Linked DNA regions of Mus musculus: region 1 is linked to region 2. The links are chromatin contacts, called in public Hi-C maps. All regions are on one chromosome and are shown on one strand. The core of a region is the stretch at or near the end of the contact, and the rest is flanking DNA. Distances in the headings are between cores, read along the strand shown.

Region 1 (5,730 bases), core at 541-3,040, 270 kb before region 2:
GCAGGGCATTAACCTTTGTCTGGGAAGCTCCAAGTTACTCAGTAAGGTTGAGAGAATTGGTGTCTGTAAAGGCAATTAACTGCATCTGGACTAGCAATCACCGAAGCTCTGATTCTATTCTCTTGTAGAGCATGGATGCCTGAAAACTTGAACTCCCATGATTGTATCTCAAAGAAATGGCGTTGAGGTTTTCAAGGAAGATGCTATATGCATGCCCTTAGGAAAGCCATATATCTCAAAGAGATAGAGAAAGCATTTGCAATTGTAAGCCTCACCCCTTTTTAATTCTCTAGGACAGGGAGAGTCAGAAGTCTATTTGTCAAATGTTGGATAGGGGAAGTCTGAAGGTTTTACCGGGAAGAGCCCAAAAGGGGAAATGAGAGCTGAGTCTTCCTCAAGGAAGCAATGTTGAGGCTAGACAACTCTTTTGATGCAAAATTTTGGATGGGATTGTTATGTGCTGAGAATTCCTTCGTAGTTTTCAGATCCTGTTTATATTTCTCACATCATGCCCTTGTCTTAAAGCAGATCTTCATGATGTTTGATCTAATTTGTTTAAATGCTAATAGCTCTTTAGTAACCAAATTACGCTCATTGTGTTTTCTCTCGCTGTTGATTGCTCTGTTCTATTTCTTACTGCAGTAGATGTCCCGCCGGGGCCATCTTTATAGTTCTTTAGGTTATACACTTCATAAAGGCATCCTGACGAAGGCATAATGGAGAGCTTAAACACAGGCTGAACTTCATTTGTCATGAGATCCAACAGCAGGGTTACACACACACATACACATACACACACACAATCATATGGTTTACCATTTTCCTCTGGATATTTGAAATATAAACATCTTTCATCAAACATTTTTAATTATTAATTTGAGTTTTGCATTGGCTTTCCAATAATGAAAGTTTGGTTTTCTGGGTTCGAGATGTTTGAATGTTAAAGCACATGGCTGAGTCCATTATTAAAGTCTGTTTGGTTTGGATTCAACTGAGTATTTTCAAGATCTTGGGTCTACACCAGAGGCCTCTCAAATATAACTACTGTCTTGGTGTTCATTGTCACAACCAAGAGAAATAGATTTCTCTCTAGAGAAAGTTGTCTGTCTTTTTTGTTGATTTTATTTTTGGACTAGGGTAGATTTATTTGTTTTATGCAGAGATATATTCAGGTTGGGTAATAATTCATTTTGAATAATATGAATTTTCTTTTATAATTTCATGAGCTTGATTTCTTCACTTTATTTTGACTTCAAAATGATGTATCTCTTCAATTTAGCAGTTTGCACGTGTCTCATCCTTCTCTGTTGTGACCTGCATGCTCCCGTAAGCTCACTCTCACGCCAAGGAGAACAGCAGCACGGACAACTGTGAAAGCAAGCATGCAATGGACATTTTTGCAGCATTACAACGTTGGGTCTTGCATAGCATTAGAAATTATTTAGAAGAAGTGTTGGCCACAGAAAGTCACTGCTCAGTCTGCAATAGATTCAGAAAATTAGTTTCAGAGCTCCTCATGCCTGTTCTAGTTCTTTGATACAATATACCACCTTGGGAAAAATCCTTCAAAAGGATAAAACAGCTGAAATACATATCGGTGCCCCTTGTAACCTCCATCTTTCAGCGTTTGAGCAAACAACATAACTGGCTTTCTTCCAGTTTCTGTCTCCAACCAAAAGAGATTCACATGTCCTCCGTTAAGCCTTAGAGAGGAATATGATGCCCACTTTTAAGAGGCAAGTACTCTTAGTTTTCTGTTTTAAGGCTCATGCGAGATCATTCTCCTGTTGCTATAGAAACCATCTCCTACTAAATTCGAGAGGATCTATGAACAGGACTGAAATGGCTACGCTAATAGAAAGAGTTATATTTTAATTTTCTGGGAGTATTTTCATTTCTTTCTTGGTTTTGCCTAACATGCTAAACTATTCAGTCAGATCGCATTGATTTTGCTACTAAGGGTCTGGCAGGAAATACTTAAGTGGAGGAAATTATTTGGGGGCAGAGGAGACTCAAACAGTTGAGAAAACAAAGACGAATAGCATTTATACTTTTAGGGCTGCATATTTGAACTGTTCTGAGTTTGCTTGTACTGCATCATCCGTTCTTACAAAGTGAACGGTAAAAGATGCATCTCTGGGGGCTGGGAATGGAGCTGCATGACACAGAGCTTGTTTAGCAAGGGTGAAAGCTTTGCTTCTACCCATAGTGTCCCCTGTCTGCCCTGCCCCCAGTCCTGCTACAGAAAGTTTTGTATAGTGTAATGTTTTCATCCACATATTCTTAGATAAATAAGAGACTAGACCTATGGCCGATGAAATGTACATTTTGTCATGGCAACAAAAAAGTTACTAATATATTATCATGAATATTTTGGGCAGCAAATATGTAGAAAGCAATTACAATTAAGTATATATTATATGTGATAAACTACAGAACTATGAATAGACATGAAAGTAGACATTCACCTGTTTGCAATTGGACCTTCATCTCTTTCTGTTACATTCTCGTGTGTGTGTATGTGTGTGTGTATGTGTGCATGCTAAGATTTTTATGGCAAGAACAATTGAGCATATATTTTATGATCATATACCTGTATTTACTGTAAGTACATTGACCTTGCACCATTGGAACTGACAATATATCTAGCCATTTTAAAACAATAAAGAAGGTTTGGATAAACCCCAGTCAGGAATAGTGTGAGGACAGGATGAACTGAACATGTATACACACATCTTTGGGGAAAAGAGAAACAAACAAACGACAACGCAACACTGGTGGTGTGGAGTTTAGAGTCTTTCATTTGAATTTCAACCTTACTTCCTGGCTCTTGAAGGTTATTTGTTAATTATGGATATTGGGTAGAAATCCTGACAAATGAACATACGCCAAAGCAGCAAGGTCTTGTTTTCTCTAGGCTGGATTTACACTTGCATGTCTTTTCATGGGAAGCTGACTGGGTGGCTGTCCATCGTCAACCACAGTGACACCAACAGCCATACTTTTATTGGTTTTCTTGTCTCAGAATATTGGTGGGAGACTCAAAGGTGACTTTCATTTTGTGACACCCTATGAGGTTGACTGAGTTACCAAATAAATCGTTCAATACAAATAATTCCCATCTGGATTATTTATTGACGTTTCGTGTTGTTTTATTATGGCATCTCATTTCATTAACGAAAAATTATGTAATTCCCTACCTGATAGGGATTTGTCACAAAGGGGACAGAGTTAAAACTTCCAAGTGTTAATAATGATAATAATGTTAATAATAATAATCTGTTGTGACTCAGATTAAATTTTCTTTTGTTCCTTTAAGAATAGTACTTGAGGAGAAGCAAGTGCATGCTGATAATGAAGTGATTTTCTTATGAGATGTGATAATGAATGATGCTCACACAAACGTAGCTCTAGCATTTTGAAAATATACTTAGGAGGGTGGTGAATTTGAATTATGTCACAGCTTGTGTGTGACCTTCGGAGATCCTCTCATCCCTAATAAAAGTATAAGCCAGGTGTGGTGCAAGCACCTTTAATCCCAGCACTTGGGAGGCAGAAGCAGGTAGAACTGTGTGACTCTGAGGCCAGCCTGGTCTCCAGAGTGAGTTTCCTGGTGAGCAAAAGCTGCATAGAAAGACTTTCCCCCCAAAAACAAAATAAACCAAAACAAATAAATGAAAGTTTAAAAAACATAAAAAGCATTTTACCCATCATAATTTTGCCTAAAGAATGTGAAACATTCAACTGCTTATGAGGTTGCAGGGCAAAGTTTGCAAAAGTCAAATCTGATACAACCTTGAGCAACTCAATGATCATAAATAGATTAGGACTCATGCAGCCTTAGAGAAGTAGGCTGTGGGGTTGGTAATGTCACCCTAGGGCAATGGACGCAAGGAGAGACATTTTCAGTGACTTGAGTGTTGAAGATGGTGTGTGGAGAGTCTTATCTGGGAAAGTGCGAGTAAGAAATTTGAAGCATCATATTAAAGCATGATTCTTGTACAAATATAGATACGAATGTGTTAAAGATGAATTTGAGCATTAATATGGACGCTAGTTAGAATGATTATGGTCTTCAAGGGACTATATACATACATATATCATTTATGTAATATTTATACATAAAATGTACATTTATATTATGGATTTATTATTTATATGTGTATGTGTTCTGATATGCGCATATGTTTGCATATAGAAACACCCCTGTGTGTGTGTGTGTGAGTGTGTGTGTGTGTGTGTGTGTGTGTGTGTTTGGAGAGAGAAAATAGAGACAGAGACAGAGAGACAAAGAGAATGATTAAGTCAGGAAGAAAAGCCATGACGAGTAAGCTTTATTCTGTAAGAGATAAAACTGATTAATATCCTACAAGGCAACGAAACTATAACTTTTTTGGGGTGATCTTTCCTGACAGAAATCATTTGCACCTCTACTGGAAAAAAATCAATAGCATTGACAGGAACGTCAGAGGAACTGGGCCACAGTCTAACCTACCTATTAGATAGAACAACAGCATTTCCTTCTGTGAATTAGATAATCCTTGGGTGGTCCTGTCACAAAGTGTTCCCAAGGAAACTGAAACTCTGTGGACTGATGGCTTTGCCCTGTTCTAAACCAGCACAGTTTTGGTGGCGGTACCAGCCTCACTTCAGTTACAGGCTGCTGTCTGGAGTTCTCTCATTATCACTCTCTGGTAAAAGTCCCGTATGCTGAAGCCAATCTCCCCATAGCTCCACAGAGTGTACATTCCTGCATAAAGGAAGCAACTTTCTTTCCAAAAGGTTTCCAGCATTGTACAGAGCTCTAATGTCAGGGGAGAGCCTTTGATCTCAGTATGGACCCCTAACAGTCAAGAAACAGGAATGTTTCTATATTAATATGATTACAGTAAATATATTTAATATATTTAAATGTAGATTGTGAAAACTACAAATTAAAATCCTCATCATTAATATTATTTCTAATATTAATTGTTCCACTTTACAGGCTGTTCTTCCTGCATTTTGGTTTTTGTATTTATCTATCTTCATGCTGTCTGTGTCATTCTTCATTGCACAGGCAGTTAGAGCCCTCAAGATCTGCAATGGTGTTCATGTAGTTGTCCTGTTCTGCTTATAATCTGATTTCCCTTTCTGAGAAAACATAAAATATATGAGACTTGCAGTTCAAATATAAGGTTGTAGACTTGAGTATACAAAAGAAGACATGAGGTCTTGCACTCAATAAATTGAAAGCACAACCTGGAATGTATTGCTTCCCCAAAGAATTTATATTAAAAATATTGCAACAAGAGGTTCCAGGAGAACATTTTGAGAGGCACATGTGGACATTCTTCCCTGGAAGACCGAAAGTAAGAAACTTAGAATCATGTTATCAGATGAATACAGTCACCTTTATATATTAAAAAGAGAATAATAAAGAAGTAAAAATGGCATATGGCTAGGTTGTCCTTAAATTTGTGATAGTGCATATACACAATGCCAAGCAAGCCACCTTTGTTGTTTATACTTTTAAATCACTCAACAAAAATCCCCACCTTTTACAAACAGCTATAGACCTGAAAAGTTGAGATGCAGTAGCGTTCTCTTGCATCTGACATTCAGTCTCTCAAGTGGATTCCTACTTTTGTTTGACACATTTATGACAAATAATGGCTGACTAGTGGTGATGAGCATTAGCTGAATGCCACACACAATTCAAATTTTCTTGCTTTGTCCGATGTCCTTTTA
Region 2 (6,151 bases), core at 2,735-5,234:
TTTGCTACCATACTAGGCATAAGCCAAAGAATTTGGTTTTCCTATAAATCCTATATAGATAAGACTGTTTTCTTGATTTCTATTTTTTAAAATCAGATCTAACTTACTCTTGTTTTACCAGTGACATAAAGTTATGTAAAATAGGATTGTAGTTTAACAATCTAGGCTTCACATGGACTTGGGACACCTTTCCTCTGGCATCTTACACAAATAAAAATAGAATAATTGAATAAGTACAAACAGCTGCTGGCTATCCTGACCAGCAGTGGTAACTGCCTTAGCCCAACAACCCCTCCTATGCTCCAGCACAAACAGGCAGAACTGAACTGCTTGCTGCTGGAGCACATTAGCCTAAGGAGGCTGGGGTGCTATCTGAGAGTCAGCTTTTTTCTGGCTTTTGCAAAAATAAAGGAAAGGTATAGAGAATCTGCCTTAAAGGTATTTACACTGTGTGTTTAAAGGTTCCAATCAGCCCACAGGGCAGTATCTTGGATGGGTGGAGAGAGGTTTCGCTAGAGAAAGTTCTAGATTCACATTCTCTGGGGAGCAGTATAAACCATCCAAGGATGTTTCTTTGCTATGTTTCTGCTTATAGACGTAACCTAGCTGCCTCCGAGTACAGCTACTTCTGGACACATGTGTGCGGGTGACCTAAGGAGATCAGCATCCTTCTCCCTGTCCTGCTAGGGGCGATAAATAGAGACTTGGCAGCCCCTGGAGGCTGCTGACACCTGCTCAGGACAGATTCCAGGCCAAAATGCTTTCTGTCTTCCTTGCATGTTCTGCACGAAGGACTCAACTTTGTTTATCCTCCATCCAAGGGGGAGATCGAATTTCACGGCCAGCTGGTTCTCTTTCAGGCGGAATTTGGCCCCTTAAATATAGCACCGTCTAAAGAAATGTTTAAGATTGTTTACTGAAGGACATAGAGCCACGTTGTCATGGCAGTTTTGCTCACCTTTCACTCGCCTAATATGAGCTAGACACATGTTTGTGGACAAATCTTGTTTTATTTTCTCCATTGTGAGCAATATGACAGTCAGGTATTTTGGTTCCATTGCCGAAATTCCTTTTGCATTTTTCAGAGAACTTTTTTTGTTTGTTTTTTGAGATTGTGAACATTAATTTAATATGTCTAAGGCCTTTGTTAACATAAAGATCTCAACTAAGCTGGGCGAGTCTTTGCCTCCCTGTGGATTTATTTATTTCCTTCTGGTGTTCTGTAGAACTTTCCACACTCAGCGCCTTCTAACTCTAACCTTTTGTGAGTAGAATTCAAAATTTAAGTTCCCAGTTTAAGAAAAAAAATCTTAAGGAATTATCTGCCAGGACCCCACTGTGACCAGCCTGATATTACACCTTCTGCATAGACTCTTCCTCTTTTGCCTGTTGTTTAAAGGAGAAAGATGCAAATGCCCTTGACTGCCTCCCATTGCTCTTCCCGAATTAAGAAATACATCCTATTATCACCCCCTCTCAAAAATCTCCCATTCTGGATTGTTTTGACATTTCCACTGCTAGTTTTCACAGTGCCCTAACCTGTCACCGTGAGCTCGAGACTCATGATTGGAGTGGACTCAGATGTGACAAACCTTCAGACTGTTTCATTAAAGCCAGTTTGCCTGGTTTCACATAAAAAAGGGAGCTGGGAAATGCTGGTCCCTGCAGATCAGAAAGCAGCCACATGAACCTAGCTAAATGAGACACCTCTGATTTCTCGGGCATGACTGAGATGGATGGCGCCCGCAGCTGTACCGAGCGCACGCATAGCGGAGATTCAAAACTGTGGAGTTCTGGAGTTATGCTGTCTGAGTTCACGACCCACACACATCCCCAGTAACTCGCTGTGTTCTTTTGAACAGGTTTTCTTACCGTTTCTAAGCCTCAGTTTCCTTCTGTGGAAAGCAGAGATAATAATAGTGTCTAGCTCACAGGATGGCTATAAGGACAGGATTGGCTCATGCTTTGGAGGGCACGGGCCAGGTCTGGCACCAGGCGAACACTGTGGAAGTTAGCTGTTAAGCCCCTCTGTTGGCTACAAGCACCAAAGTCCTTGACTCTAAACTACTAAAGCTTGTGGCATGTGGAAAGCGCATACTGACGCTCAGTCACGTGATGATTCCTTCACCACTTTACGCCTCTAGATTGCTGAATGTGGCTTCAAAGACTGGGCTGGTAGTGTTAGCACACTAAATTGATTTCTAACCAATATTTACTCAAGTTTCACTTCAATATTTAAAAAGTCAAAGAATTTGATATATATATATATATATGTATATATATATATGTATATATATATATATATATATATATATATATATATATATATATATATATTTGTTGAGACAGTCTGTCTACATAGCCTTGGGTCTGGAACTCACTATATAGACTAGGCTGGCTTCAAACAGAGATCTGCCTGCCTTTGTCTTCCAAGTGCTGGGATTAAAAGCGTGTAGGTTAAACTCCTGCCTAGGTGTTCTATAAATGAAGAAAAATATTCAACTTATGGAAGTCCTTTGTTTGGATGTTTGAGGTCATCCTGGAACTTTTCATTGTTATAACTGCACCGTTTGGCAGGAGAGCTTGGTTCTAATTCGGGGTTTAGATACACTGTGAAATGTGCAAAATGGTCAGGATAAAGCAGTGCCTGCCACTCTAGAACCCCAGTGGATGCTGTGTGAGCAAGTCTTTCTTTGAGCCTTTAGATTTCTGTTTGATGTTGAGTATCAGAGACCTGCAGGCTGAATGGAGGGACTTCCTACTCCAGTGGCCCTTACTCTTGTATGTAGGATAACTTTTTCAATTTCTCTTTTTTTTTTCAGTGTTATCATCTTTGCCATTGTTATTTGCCCGAGGAGGTTCTTTTTCTTTTTGTTTTGTTTTTGTTTTCTGTTTTTACTAAGCCTTGACTTAACTCAGCTTGAAGGTGTGCTTACCATTTTGCCAAATGTTCTATTAATTTTTTGTTGTTGTTCTGCTCTTTTAGCTTCAATAGAAATAAGAGAGACCAATGTGCTGGTTAGCCACAGGGCTAGCTGCAGAGCATTGGCTATATGGAATGGACAGAACGCCCAGGACTTCATGGAAGATTTGAGGATAATGCCCATCTTGGCCCTGCTCTCTGCCCTTTAGTCTACCTTGGTTTTGAGGTTTTCGATCAGTCAAATGATAGTCATTTAGTTCATTCCAAATGACCAGGGCAAGAAAGGCGTGGTTCTTCTCCCCACCCTCCCCAATTAATACCCTGGGTCTGTTTTATTTGTCTTAGAGACTGAGCATATAAATATATAGATCAAATTGTCTCTGATAGTGTCCTACAGTGCTGTCTTTTCATGATCTGATGCTTGGTACGATAAACTTGTGCTCTTAAAAAAAAAGAAAAGAAGCTATGAGTTTAATCTGACCTTTGTTTTTGCTTCCAAGACATATGAAAAGGGCTAATTCACACAGTCTTTCTCAAGTCTTGCCCCTGAGAGCTCTCCTTTACTCCCACTGCCTTGGACTGCAAGCCTGGCTACCTAAGGTCCTCACACATTTCCCCCACAATTCAAATGTGTGCATTGCTCACCACAGTGGTCACCCTCATCACCTTCTATACTGACTTTAAGCAACAGTTAAAATTACAGGTGATTTATTGTGAACTTTCTTTGCAATTCTATCTGAAAATATGAAAAGAGTAAGTTTAGGAGCATGAGAGATGCACAGTCTCTCTCTCTCTCCCTTTCTCCCTCTCAATATGATTACAGCATTTCTCCTATCTCTTTCCTCTCTTTAAACCATCCCACATACTTTGTTTCGTCTTCCTTTTTTTCTTTCAAATCCATGGCTGCCCTTTCTCATTGTTATTGCATCAAACACACACACACACACACACACACACACACACACACACACACATTTTACCTTATTTTGCATCTATGCATCCTTTTAACTGTGAGGTTGCCAAACTCTGTGTGCGCGCGCGTGTGCGTGTTCTTGTGCGTGTGTTTAAAGACTAAACTCTAAACTCACAACCAAAAAGATGGTTGATTTTCTGGACCCACGTTTAATGGCGGTAATTTGGTTGCCTGTTGCAGAGTGTTTCTGGTTGTGATTAGTTCTTGAGGTCTGGCCTTTGTTGTTTTTTATCGCAGCTAAAGGGCAATGACGGCAGCTGGAGTCAGACACTGGTGTCAGACACTGGGGGTCAATTTCGTCTTTGCACGAGGTGGTTCCATTGACAAGACTGTGCTGTGTATGTTGAGGTTGCCACCCGCTGGTGGAAGCAGAACACTTCCATTTTAATGAGTAACTGGGGCTGGGTGGCGGGAGGCCTTCTGTTCTTAGAGTGTGAATTTGCATGTTGAAATTCTTTCAAAGAGTGGTTTCAAACTCTACTGGAAGAATAAGGAATTTCACAGTTAGTATCTTGGCTGGAAAAAGAAAACAGTCACTCTTAGGAAACCTTTTAAAGAGTTGTGTTTACAACACCCCCACCCCACCCCTACAAACCCAGAAAGTGAAAAATAGTTGCAGAATTTAAAGGACCGCAGTGTTTTATCATTCTTTGCTACTGAGCTCTAAGATGAAAGCGGTTACTACTTCCTCTCTGCCTTTGTTTTTTGTGTATGCTTGCACTACCTTACCAGGTATGTGTGTCTAGAAATCTAAATGTAAGACTTTAATAACGATGCTTTATGGTGTGTAAGAAAAAAGCCCACCACTTTAAATCACAGCCACATTAAAGGGGACAGGTAGAAAAGGAAGAAAGTTCAGGGAGTGAGCTGCAGTTTTCGTCACTCCACTGGCACAAATCAAAATTCGATTGCACGCAGGAGAATTTATGATGTGATAGAGACCCCGTGTCAGCCTAGGGGCAAAGGTACCTGCTTACCTCACGTCACATCCAAACACTTTCCAGATGTGACGAGTTGCACATTATACAAGTAGAAATGTACACATGAATGTGTAATCAAGGCAAAAAAGCCAAGCAAAATATAAAAGAAAACTTCCTCATGTGAACGTCACCCATGAAATAAATAAGAAAATACCCTTTGCAGGCCCAGTGCCGAGAAGGAAAGCACATCTCTGCAAAAGGCCTGCTAGCATTTGAAAAGCACATTTTACCTCACAGCCAAACTAGGGTGTATAACTTTACACACACACACACACACACACACACACACACACACACACCACAAAATCTATAAATGTGACTAAGACCTTAAATAGTTCCTTATACTAAGGGTTGTGGAAAAAAAAACTTCCATATTTTAGAATGTTGCTGCAATTGAAAATTTTCCTTAATGATTATTTTCTTCATTGTTTATTTTGTAATTGTTTTGCTATTGATAAACAAAAATGTATGATATATATTAATAATCATCTTTTGGGTGATATTTAATGACATGAAAATTGTCCATGACACTAGTAAAATGTCTGAAAAATACACCACAGCATACACAGTTGACTTACATTTTGATAAAGAAAGAACCCTTATCTACTATACACACACACACACACACACACACACACACACACACACACATATATATAGTTTTAGAGATTGGAGGGGCATGTGCAGAGATTTTATTTGTGATTTCTGTAGTGTAAACACAGAGCAGTTTTCTTCACTCATTTCTAACTTTTTACTTCAAAACAGTAACATTCGTAGATATAGCAAGATTGTGTATTAAATACCTGCAGACAGAGCACTGTGTTAGTTATATCTTAGTTCAGCTGTTAAAACATAGTACTACCCAATAGCATATGGATAACTCTCATCTGCTTTCTCTATAAAGGAAAATGGTGGAAAGCCTAGTGTTCTATCTTCTTTGTAGAATACTCCAGACATGTGAGTACCTATCCTAGTGGCATTTAGCACAGTAACCAACAGATACTGTGGACCGCTTCCCACATGCAAGAGTGGTGGAAGGTGATGGAATGCTTTGGATATCGGTACTTGTCGAGATATGTGAGTCTCCAATGAGGAACAAACACGATGTTCAAGGAGCCACTGCTTTGTGTGACATCCTGTTGCTTTGCCGTCACAAGATGGCAGTTTCTTGAGAAGGAAAAGCTTGTGAAAATAAACAAGGAGACAACCTCACATGCGAGAGTCTCTGATTAACAGCCCGTGCTTTAGCGGTAATTTATTGATTACGTGAGCTGT

The links. A called contact is a pair of places that touch in the nucleus more often than the background predicts.
Region 1: a contact with region 2 is called in a Hi-C map of cranial neural crest, with 2.2 times the contacts expected there. The contact joins two enhancer-like sites. A contact is called at or near these places in 4 of 484 Hi-C or Micro-C datasets (the 3T3-L1 cell line, cranial neural crest and embryonic fibroblasts).

Annotation. Positions count from the first base shown.
Region 1 is chr6:4,824,536-4,830,265 of GRCm38.p6, reverse strand. No RefSeq gene overlaps it. Among named protein-coding and RNA genes, the nearest start is that of Gm20714, 11 kb to the right of the region's middle. Within about 2 kb of position 1,790, at least 5 of the 459 cell types and tissues checked have an H3K27ac peak or open chromatin away from gene starts, as enhancers often do.
Region 2 is chr6:4,555,979-4,562,129 of GRCm38.p6, reverse strand. No RefSeq gene overlaps it. Among named protein-coding and RNA genes, the nearest start is that of Gm33959, 28 kb to the left of the region's middle. Within about 2 kb of position 3,984, at least 13 of the 459 cell types and tissues checked have an H3K27ac peak or open chromatin away from gene starts, as enhancers often do.